2 separate regions of the Sus scrofa genome follow, and region 1 is linked to region 2. The links are chromatin contacts, called in public HiChIP or PLAC-seq maps. All regions are on one chromosome and are shown on one strand. Each heading gives the region's core, a stretch centred on a gene start, on an enhancer-like site or on the middle of the called end of the contact. The rest is flanking DNA. Distances are from core to core; before and after follow the strand shown. Region 1 overlaps FGD4 (FYVE, RhoGEF and PH domain-containing protein 4). Region 2 overlaps FGD4 (FYVE, RhoGEF and PH domain-containing protein 4).

Region 1 (4,532 bases), core at 659-3,158, 80 kb after region 2:
GTTTGTACTGAACTAGGGGTGGGTTGAAATGCTGTCTACTCAGACTGCTATGGATTTGAATCTCCCCAGGCCCTTTATCCAGAGTTTCCAGTTTGTCATCTATATAACACTTTCAAAAGAAATGACTTTGAATAAGGGTTGCTTTACATATTTAGAAACATAAATCTAAACTTATCATCTACTAAAATCTAAGTTGCACTGAAGGATGGAACAGCGTCCTGCCATTAGGAGTTTGAAAAGCACTGCAATCTAGCACCTCTTTCCACCCTCACAGACAAGGACAGTGGGAGCCAGGAGGCAACGTTTCTCAGCTGACCTGACCTTCTCAACTTAGCACCACAAGACTGTGGATGTGAAGGGTCTCACCACTGATGGTGTTCGTGAATGGAGCAGAGGAAGGAATACCAGGTCCCCCAAATCACATCCCCTAAAGTGAACTAACACATGATGAGACTGTGCCCTCCTGTCTCTCAGGTGCACTCTTAGGGATCACAGACGCTCCCCGACTGTCCCCTCCTGCCAGACCTCTTGACCAACTTCAGAGTCTCACCCTAAGTTTCTTGTCTTGTCAGCGGCTGATGGAAGAAAGTTTTTTTCAACACCTGAACACCCCTTTGGCTTTATTGTTGTTATTCAGAAAAATCCATCAAGAAACATTAATAAACATGTTTACAAGTGAAAACAAATGACTAAACGCCTGTCAATATCTATACAATGCTGGGATACATTCTGATGTAAATACCCACATTAAAAAAAAAATCTTATAACTTTAACTCAGTAACAGTAGAAGTAGTAAGGAAATTCACAAACACTAGAGAACTTGAAAAGTGTCCTGATTTGCCCAGCCCACCCCCACTGCTTGAGTAACCACATCCCAGGAACAGAGATGCTCATACACTTCACACCCATTCACATCCAGGCCTTTTCAGGTTTCTAAGATATAAGAGAATTAAAGCAACACAAACAGCCTATAAGCACATGTTTTTAAATGATTTCATTTCTTCCCCAAACATACTGCTTATGAACGATTGCCTTTATGGGTGAAAATTTCATCTAAATAATAAAACATGCACAAAAATTTTTACAGACGCTAAGGAAATTTTCAGGCATGTATGTCTATTATTACTGAAAAAGATGCTTTTTTAAGGCTAGTAAGTACCTAATCTAATTTTGCATATTAAAAACTTTAAAATAACAATGTATTTAGACCAGTAAGTGCAAAAGAAGGTAAGACTTTTAACCACATGAAGTCAACTGCAATAAATACCAAGAACCCACAATTAGCAATCAGACCTGAAAACCTGTTCCTAAAGTAAGAACATGAGTCCTTGACCAATACAAGGTTATCTAATTTTATACTATCATCAAAAAAAGAAAACCAAACAAGGAGGGCCTGTCAGCAATGACCTTTTCTAGCTCTCTGGGCAGCCACTGACCCACTGACATGAATGTCAAAGATGATAGCAGAAGAGCACAATTAAAGGGACCAAAGCTGCATTAGCAAATCCTCTGCTTGCAGCCCCTTCCTATATCAAATAAAAATGGCAGACCCAGCTAGACTCACAGATCTCTGGTGCTATGCTATGGTTTAAATGACAGAAAAACTTACACAAAAGAAGAAGTATCCAGAGTATAGACAGCACTCTTTTTGTTTTTCACTTTTATGTTTTAGGGCAGTTTTGGGGAAGGGGGATACAATGCCGCTTTACAAAGGACATAGAAGTCCCTTGTTTGAGCTACCAACCTCTTAGCCACACAGAAAAATGTCAGTCATCCATTTGTTAGCACCAAAATCTCCTTCTACTGCTTACAATATGCACCACACATTTTAAGGGGCTGTTCAAACAGAAAAACAAAGGAAGCCCTTGAAATAGAAGCTGATCTTCCTAGCTTTGCCCCTTCCTTTATCACTGTGCCTACATGCCAGCGGTTAAAGCACTGTCACATTGTTTCCACATGCTCAGGCCCTTGAAACTTGTGCAAAAGCATTGCAAAATAAAACTGCATAAACATCACATTACAAAACATGAGTTAGTAATGGTAGATCAGTCATTATTCTGGTAGAGCCTGAATAATGATTAATAAAACCATAACCTACAAACGTCCCTGACCTGAGACATTTTCTTATTTGAAGAAGACACTGAACACATTGTGGCCATGGGCGTATTTCAAAAAGAATATTGGTACAATTCACTCTGGGAGACCGTTTAAAATGATTGTCTTTTTGCCACTTTCAGAGGTCATAATACAATTTCATAGGCACAAAATTTTTTTTAAAGATTAAAGAATAATACTTTCATTTTCCCAACATTAACATGTAATTGTATAGGTATAACTGAGCTGCTTAAAACCAATACAACAGAAGAGCTTATAGCTCCCTTACCTTGGACCACATGGAGATAATGCCCCACACCAAACGTAGTACAAACTGGATACAACATACTAGGATTACTTACCTTATAAAAGCTGAATTTATTCCTCTTGGTTAGAAGTCACAAATGGTTAAGAAGTAAAACTCCCTTCATTTGTTCTTCTCGTGAGTCAGATCTAGCCTCCCATTAACCCAGTCCATTGCAGATCATTTCACACAGCACACGCTCCCTGCTTCCCCCAGTTCCCAGCCCAGCAAGGATAATCACATTCCGGCGGGGAGTGAACAGATGGTGGATTCCATGGTAACCAGCCCTCCTAAGGCGATTGGTAGAAGTGTGTGACTACTGCTTATTGGGTAACAATCGCTGTCTTTGTGCTCCAGCCTTGCAAATCCTAAAGGAAGGAACATATAGCCACTCACATGCGCAGGGGCTTGCCCAGCAGGTGTTTGGCTATTTAAACAAGCCAATGCAGGCCAATTAAAAGCTGTCCTGCAAATCCACCCTTGGAGGTACAAAGTCCTAACGTGTCAGATAGCGTCCACTGCTCATTCACGGAGAAAGGTCACATGAGGCTTAACAAATAGAAAATAAAACTTGAAAGTTAGCTTGAAAATTCAAGATAAAGCATTCCAGAAATCTAAGCTGCATCAGCAAGTCCTTTTCTGATTGACAATCGCCATCAGAAGTGAAACTGGTTTTGTATTTAGAAAGTTTTTTTAAATATAATTTTCGTGTTGGTAAAACTTAGTTTGAAAATAAAATCAGTTTTCAAAATCAACTGCCTTATAAGTGTACAGGCAATAATTTTTAAACATGCTTAAAGTTTTTGTTTTTGTTCATTTGAGGGGAAATGGAGAGACTACTGAACTTTAAATTTTCATTAGGGCTTTATTCACTTATAGGACTGAAATTGCTTGGTTATGTGCTTTCTACTGGGTTTAATTTGTTTCTGCATCCATAAAACGTAAATGCTGATTCAAGAGGAAAAGAGTGTTTCCCCCCATCTGTGATGCTCAAGGAGTCAGAGAATATGTCCCTGGAAGAGCAAAATGGATGAAAACCAAATATCTACCACACCCAAACCAACTACTGAAGATAATGCATAAACCTAAAACAGATGAACTTTAGGTACTAAAAATAAATCCATCAGAAATAAATTATATAAAGGAAAATAAATAACTAGAATAAGCCTAAAGTGAAAACTAAACAAAAATTATAAGCTGTGACTAGACTTTTAGATATTAATTTTCTCCTTACCAACAGTTCCCCCATCTTAAATTAAGACTTCTTTTCTTGGCACGAGCAGAAATCGGATACAAGGGTTGAAAGGAAAAAGATTAAATGATTGTTTGCAGACAATATGATTCTATTGCTGGGGAAAAAAAATCAAAGAAATCAAGGATATTATTTATAATACCCACAATTTAGTGACGTGGCCAAATATATCAATATAATTCCTTCAGAAGGCAAAAACTACCAGAACACCAATGGAATGAAATTTACTAACGATGGCAACAAAAAGTATATAACACTTGGGAATAATATTATCAAGAAATGTGTATGAACTATTTGTCAGAAAAAGAAGGAACTCTTAGAAGAAATAAAGGAAAACTAAATGGAGAGAATAATTTGTTGCTGGTTACAAAGATCCATTTTAAAGGTGTCAAGTCTTTTCAAATTACCTTATAGTCAGTCTTCCAGTAAATTTATACACAGTCTTCTAGTAAAATTTCCAACATACTTTAGAAAATAAATTTCACAAAGTGACTCTAAAGTTTATTTGGATTTAAAAAAGGAAAATACCAATGAAAATTCTATATGAGAGGAGTAATAATGGGTAAATAACTATACTGGTTTTTTTTTAATGTTAAAAATATTGTATACAGATATCTCCCAAATTTATAACTCCAGGACAAACCTCTTTCTCCGTGAATTTTATTTTATTTTTTATTTTATTGTATTGTATCTCTTTTTAGAGCCAAACCTGCAGCAGCATATGGAAGTTCCCAGGCAAGGGGATGAATGGGAGCTGCAGCTTCTGGCCTACACCAGAGCCACAGCAACACCCAATCTGAGCCAAGTCTTGGACCTACACCACAGGCCACAGCAAAGCCAGATCCTTAACCCACTTTTTTTCCCAAACTTGCTCCTCCTACA
Region 2 (4,558 bases), core at 1,556-4,055:
ACTGCATTTTCTTGGGAGGCAAAAGAATACAAAATTATGTTCTTAGAGACTACAATAGGATGTTTTAGTAATTTAGACTACATTCTGAAAGGTCAGCAACAGTAGCTAACAAGAAAATAAGACTGTGAAGAAAAGAAAAAAAAAGCGTAATTTGATAAGAGGAAACACACACACACACACACACACACACACTTCCACTATGAGAATACCTAATATTTTCAGGTCTGTAATCTCCATGAGGAGAAAAATTATTTTAAAGGCACAAATTAACATGAATTCACTGACTTATGGTGAAATACTTTGGAAAGTATCTGAGTTACAAACTCATAATCTCAAAGAACACAAGCCTTGGAGTTCCATGGTGCCTCAGCAGGTTAGGGATCAGCATTGCCACTGCTGTGGAGCAGGGTTGGTCTGTGGTCTGGGAACTTTGCCACAGGTTCGGGTTCCAGTTTTCCAACTGCAATAGTGGGACAAGTCTTCGTACAAGTAACACCCAAACATGGCAACTTTCTATTCTATTAGTAGAAGATGAGTCTCTATTAGCAGACATCTACCAAATTATCTTGATCTTTTATCACTGAAATAGGATTAAGAGGCCATTGTGTATAACAGTTTTTCTTAATGATACATTATAAAACTTTCTTGGCAAATGCATATGTAAGATGATACTCAAGGCTCCATGATGAAAGTATAAAATGTGATTCACGGAGTTCCTATCGTGGCTCAGTGGTTAAAGAATCCGACTAGGAACCATGAGGTTGTGGGTTTGATCTCTGGCCTTGCTCAGTGGGTTAAGGATCTGGCTCCGATTCGACCCCTAGCCTGGGAACCGCCATGTGCCGAGGGAGCGGCTCAAGAAATGGCAAAAAGACCAAAAAAAAAAAAAAAAAAAAAAAAAAAAAGTGATTCACATATTCAACAAGCATTTATACCAGGAACTGCTTCTAATGTTTCATACAAGGCTGAACAAGTGAACTCTCAAACTCCCTTGTGGCCTGTGACTATAGTAATTCAGATCACTCACAAGGGCTTAAGAGTGAGACAGGAATCAGTAATGTATTCATGTCCGTATCAGAATCTATTTAGATCATATAATAGTAACACAGCCCTCAGGAAAACAATAAATGGTCAAGAAACAGAGCAGTGTTTAGGGTTGCAAGACACAAATAAAGACATTGTGTGACTCATACAAAGAGTCCTTCAATTTATTCTTTATGAATTTTAAAACTTTTATACCTAATGAATTCACTAACAGAGCTGAAAATGTTAGAGATTTCCTTGTGGAAGTAGCTTTCACTGGCCAAAAATGACCAGAGGCTCCTTGCAGTTTCTAAAACACTTTAATTACTAAGTTAAAACGATGTATAATGCCACAAAATGAAGTAATTTTGAAAGAGAAAATGTTACCTGATCTAAGAGGTCAAGTCGGCTGACGTAAGCTCTTTCCGTAAGCAAAAGCTCATTGGCTATTTTGTGAAGTTTTTGCTCATTGGTCTCCTAAAAATAGAATAGACAGTCACATATTAGGTAAGAAAGCTTGGACAATATTTCTTTCTTTTTTTTTTTTAATTTTCCCACTGTACAGCAAGGGGATCAAGTTATCCTTAGATGTATACATTACAATTACATTTTTTTTCCCTCACCCTTTGTTCTGTTGCAACATGAGTATCTAGACAAAGTACTCAATGCTACTCAGCAGGATCTCCTTGTAAATCTATTCTAAGTTGTGTCTGATAAGCCCAAACTCCCGATCCCTCCCACTCCCTCTCCCTCCCATCAGGCAGCCACATGTCTCTTCTCCAAGTCCATGATTTTCTTTTCTGAGGAGATGTTCATTTGTGCTGGATATTAGATTCCAGTTATAAGTGATATCATATGGTATTTGTCTTTGTCTTTCTGGCTCATTTCACTCAGTATGAGATTCTCAAGTAATAAGCAGTACCAAATGTTTTCGTGAAAACAGTTTTCTTAAGCTTCTCAAGAGCTTGATTCCTTTTGGTCATCAAGGAACAGCCAACCAGAAATGAGCAAATTTAAAAACAAGCAGTCTGCTAGATTTAGTCTATAAAGACTTTAAGTTATAACTTCTTTGGTCTTTGTAGCAATTAGCACGCTCGTCTATCTTTCCTTGAAACATCTTTGTTTTTTTACTTTTCCTCATTTCCCCCCCATTTCTCTCGGGCTACTCCTTGCACATGATTCTATCTCTCTCAAAGATCTTGTTTAATTATTAGCTCTGTGCACAGAACTTTTTGCTTTAAACTTTTTTTTTATTATGCAAAATTTCAATCATATACAAAAGAAGAGTTGAAAGAATAGTAAAATGAACTGCATGTCCATCACAGAGATTCCATTTCTATGTGTTGGCCATATTATTTTAAATTAAATCTGTACTTTATTATTTCCTGTTTATATTTATGTAATCCTTAAATATACTTGTATAACCTTGCTAGTGCCATGAGGATGGGAACACTGTCTCCTTGTTAACTGCTCATCTCTAGTGTCTATTACAGTGCTTCAATAAAACATTGGCACTCAATAAAATACCACTGAATGAATGAATGAGCAGCAGTTCTCATATGCCTAACTACTGCTAGACATTTATTATCACTTTGACATGCTGTCCTCCTAAGACCAAACTCATCTTTTCTATAAAATCTCTATCCTACCACCACCCCTGAACCTGACCATCCTGGCAATGGTTCCATCCCTTTCTAGTTAGCTGACCTGAATTACTTTAAGCTTAGTTCCCTACCACAAGATCCAGTCAGCCACCAACTCCTGCTCAAGACATTCTGTCTTTAGCATCCATCCTTTAAGTTCTCCTCACTGCCTGCCTGGTTTGCTCATACTTAACCTCAAGCCCAGACCAATCAACTGTTGCCCAATGACCTGACTTCATTATTATTATTATTATTGGCTCTAATCTGCCTTGAACATTGCTGGGTGAGGAATCTTTCCAAAACTTTGCTCTGCCTAGCTAATCCTATTTCCCATAAGGGGGGAAACAAAAAAATCTTCCAATAATCCTCCTCTCCCTGACTGGATAAGATCCAGACTCTGTATATACCATTCAGGGTTTTCAAATCTCTGTTCACTTCCTCAGAGTTCTCAGTGTATCTTTATAGAAACCTTTCCCTCTAAACACATTGACCTATCTACCTTCAAACACATCCCTGAACATCACCAAGCCTTCCTTCTTTCTAGTCTCTCTGGCTGGCATATGCTCTTGCCATACCTCTCTAGGTACTTAAGACTTATTTATGTTCCTTTCAATGGCCTCCTAAATTTCCATCCCTGGTCCATGGGCCTTCTTCAACTATCCAAAGCCCTTGGGCTTGGTCCTATGAAAATGTGCTTTAGACTTTGTACCTAAACATCTTTTTATTTAGAAATTTCTCCCTGGTTATTTCACTGACATATTCTTTTCATTCTAGGAGTGTATGAAGTATAATAAGGGTTTAGTAAAAACTTTAGTATCAAAGCAGACCAAAGTATATTTTAAACCAGTGTCTAATCTATGTAAATGCTACATTTTAAAATGTGCACAAAATGCTATTAAGCTGTATGAATGCTTCATTGTGTTAAACATACATGACATCTACTTTATGTTTTACATGTAATACATGTTTTAAATGCAGAAAGTTATCATGTTGCTTCTTACAGAATCACTGAAGTGAGGTATTTTTATGTGAAGTCTTTAGGCTAAAGAAACATAATACTGTTTAAATAATTTGTGGTTTCGGAAATACTGAACTAAGAACTATGTAGTAATCAAATCCCACAATCAGTCAAGATTTTGGTTTAATGTAGTAAACTCAGAGTAAAGTACTAGCATTGTTGCTTGCCTGCCTGGCATCCTCTCCCCCCATCTCTGAATGGTATCCTTATTTGGTTAATGTGTCTACCCTATGACTATGTAGCCTTTCCTTTGGGGAAAGTGACCTTATCCACAGATCTAAAGGGGACCCCTGAATGGTGTCACAGTCAAGAGTACACAGCGATTGGTTCAGAAGCCAATGAGACATGAGGGAATATGCACTGGTGGCTTCAGAAAAGGAGGCTCCCTACCCTTAAGGAAGAACCATGGAAAAAGAGATCTCTTTGCTGCTCCATTTAAATGTGGGTGCACACAGGCTTCAGTGCTTTGAGCAGCCATCCCATAACCACAGGCATGAAGCCAATAAACGTCCTTGTTGTTTAAGCCAGGTTGAGTAATTTGGTGTTATTTGTAGCATCCCGATTAAATACTAAGAAACATATGCAGTATAGTCCACGAAACTGATGAACTTTCAAGTAATTTTTAGACAATTACTATTTATAGAGAAGAAAGTAAAATATTTAACAAACTTTCAATGTCACTTTCAAAGCTGTAATAAAGTATAATAAGTAAGTACATGAGAACTCTATCACCATTTCAGAAAAAGTGATATGCTACACGTTCACAGGAAATACTGACCTGTCCCAACACTATAGCCATTTGTTTGAGTTTTGTTAAGCCAGACTTACTGAGCTATAATTACAAATGGTACCATTCGCCCTTTGGGGTATAGTT

Evidence for each region. HiChIP or PLAC-seq counts read pairs in DNA pulled down with a chosen protein or histone mark.
Region 1: an H3K27ac HiChIP or PLAC-seq map of alveolar macrophages shows a contact between it and region 2. The contact joins two enhancer-like sites. A contact is called at or near these places in 1 of 47 Hi-C or Micro-C datasets (embryonic fibroblasts) and 2 of 2 datasets of contacts at active chromatin or transcription factors (alveolar macrophages and skeletal muscle).

The regions. Positions count from the first base shown.
Region 1 is chr5:41,791,748-41,796,279 of Sscrofa11.1, forward strand. The region is part of intron 1 of FGD4 (FYVE, RhoGEF and PH domain-containing protein 4); the gene reads right to left. Among named protein-coding and RNA genes, the nearest start is that of FGD4, 85 kb to the right of the region's middle. Within about 2 kb of position 1,909, at least 13 of the 83 cell types and tissues checked have an H3K27ac peak or open chromatin away from gene starts, as enhancers often do. A contact at or near this core is called in alveolar macrophages, where this site is marked.
Region 2 is chr5:41,711,301-41,715,858 of Sscrofa11.1, forward strand. It overlaps FGD4 (FYVE, RhoGEF and PH domain-containing protein 4), which reads right to left. Exons shown (of 17, transcript XM_021092066.1): 5 at 1,411-1,500. Among named protein-coding and RNA genes, the nearest start is that of DNM1L, 78 kb to the left of the region's middle. Within about 2 kb of position 2,806, at least 2 of the 83 cell types and tissues checked have an H3K27ac peak or open chromatin away from gene starts, as enhancers often do. A contact at or near this core is called in alveolar macrophages, where this site is marked.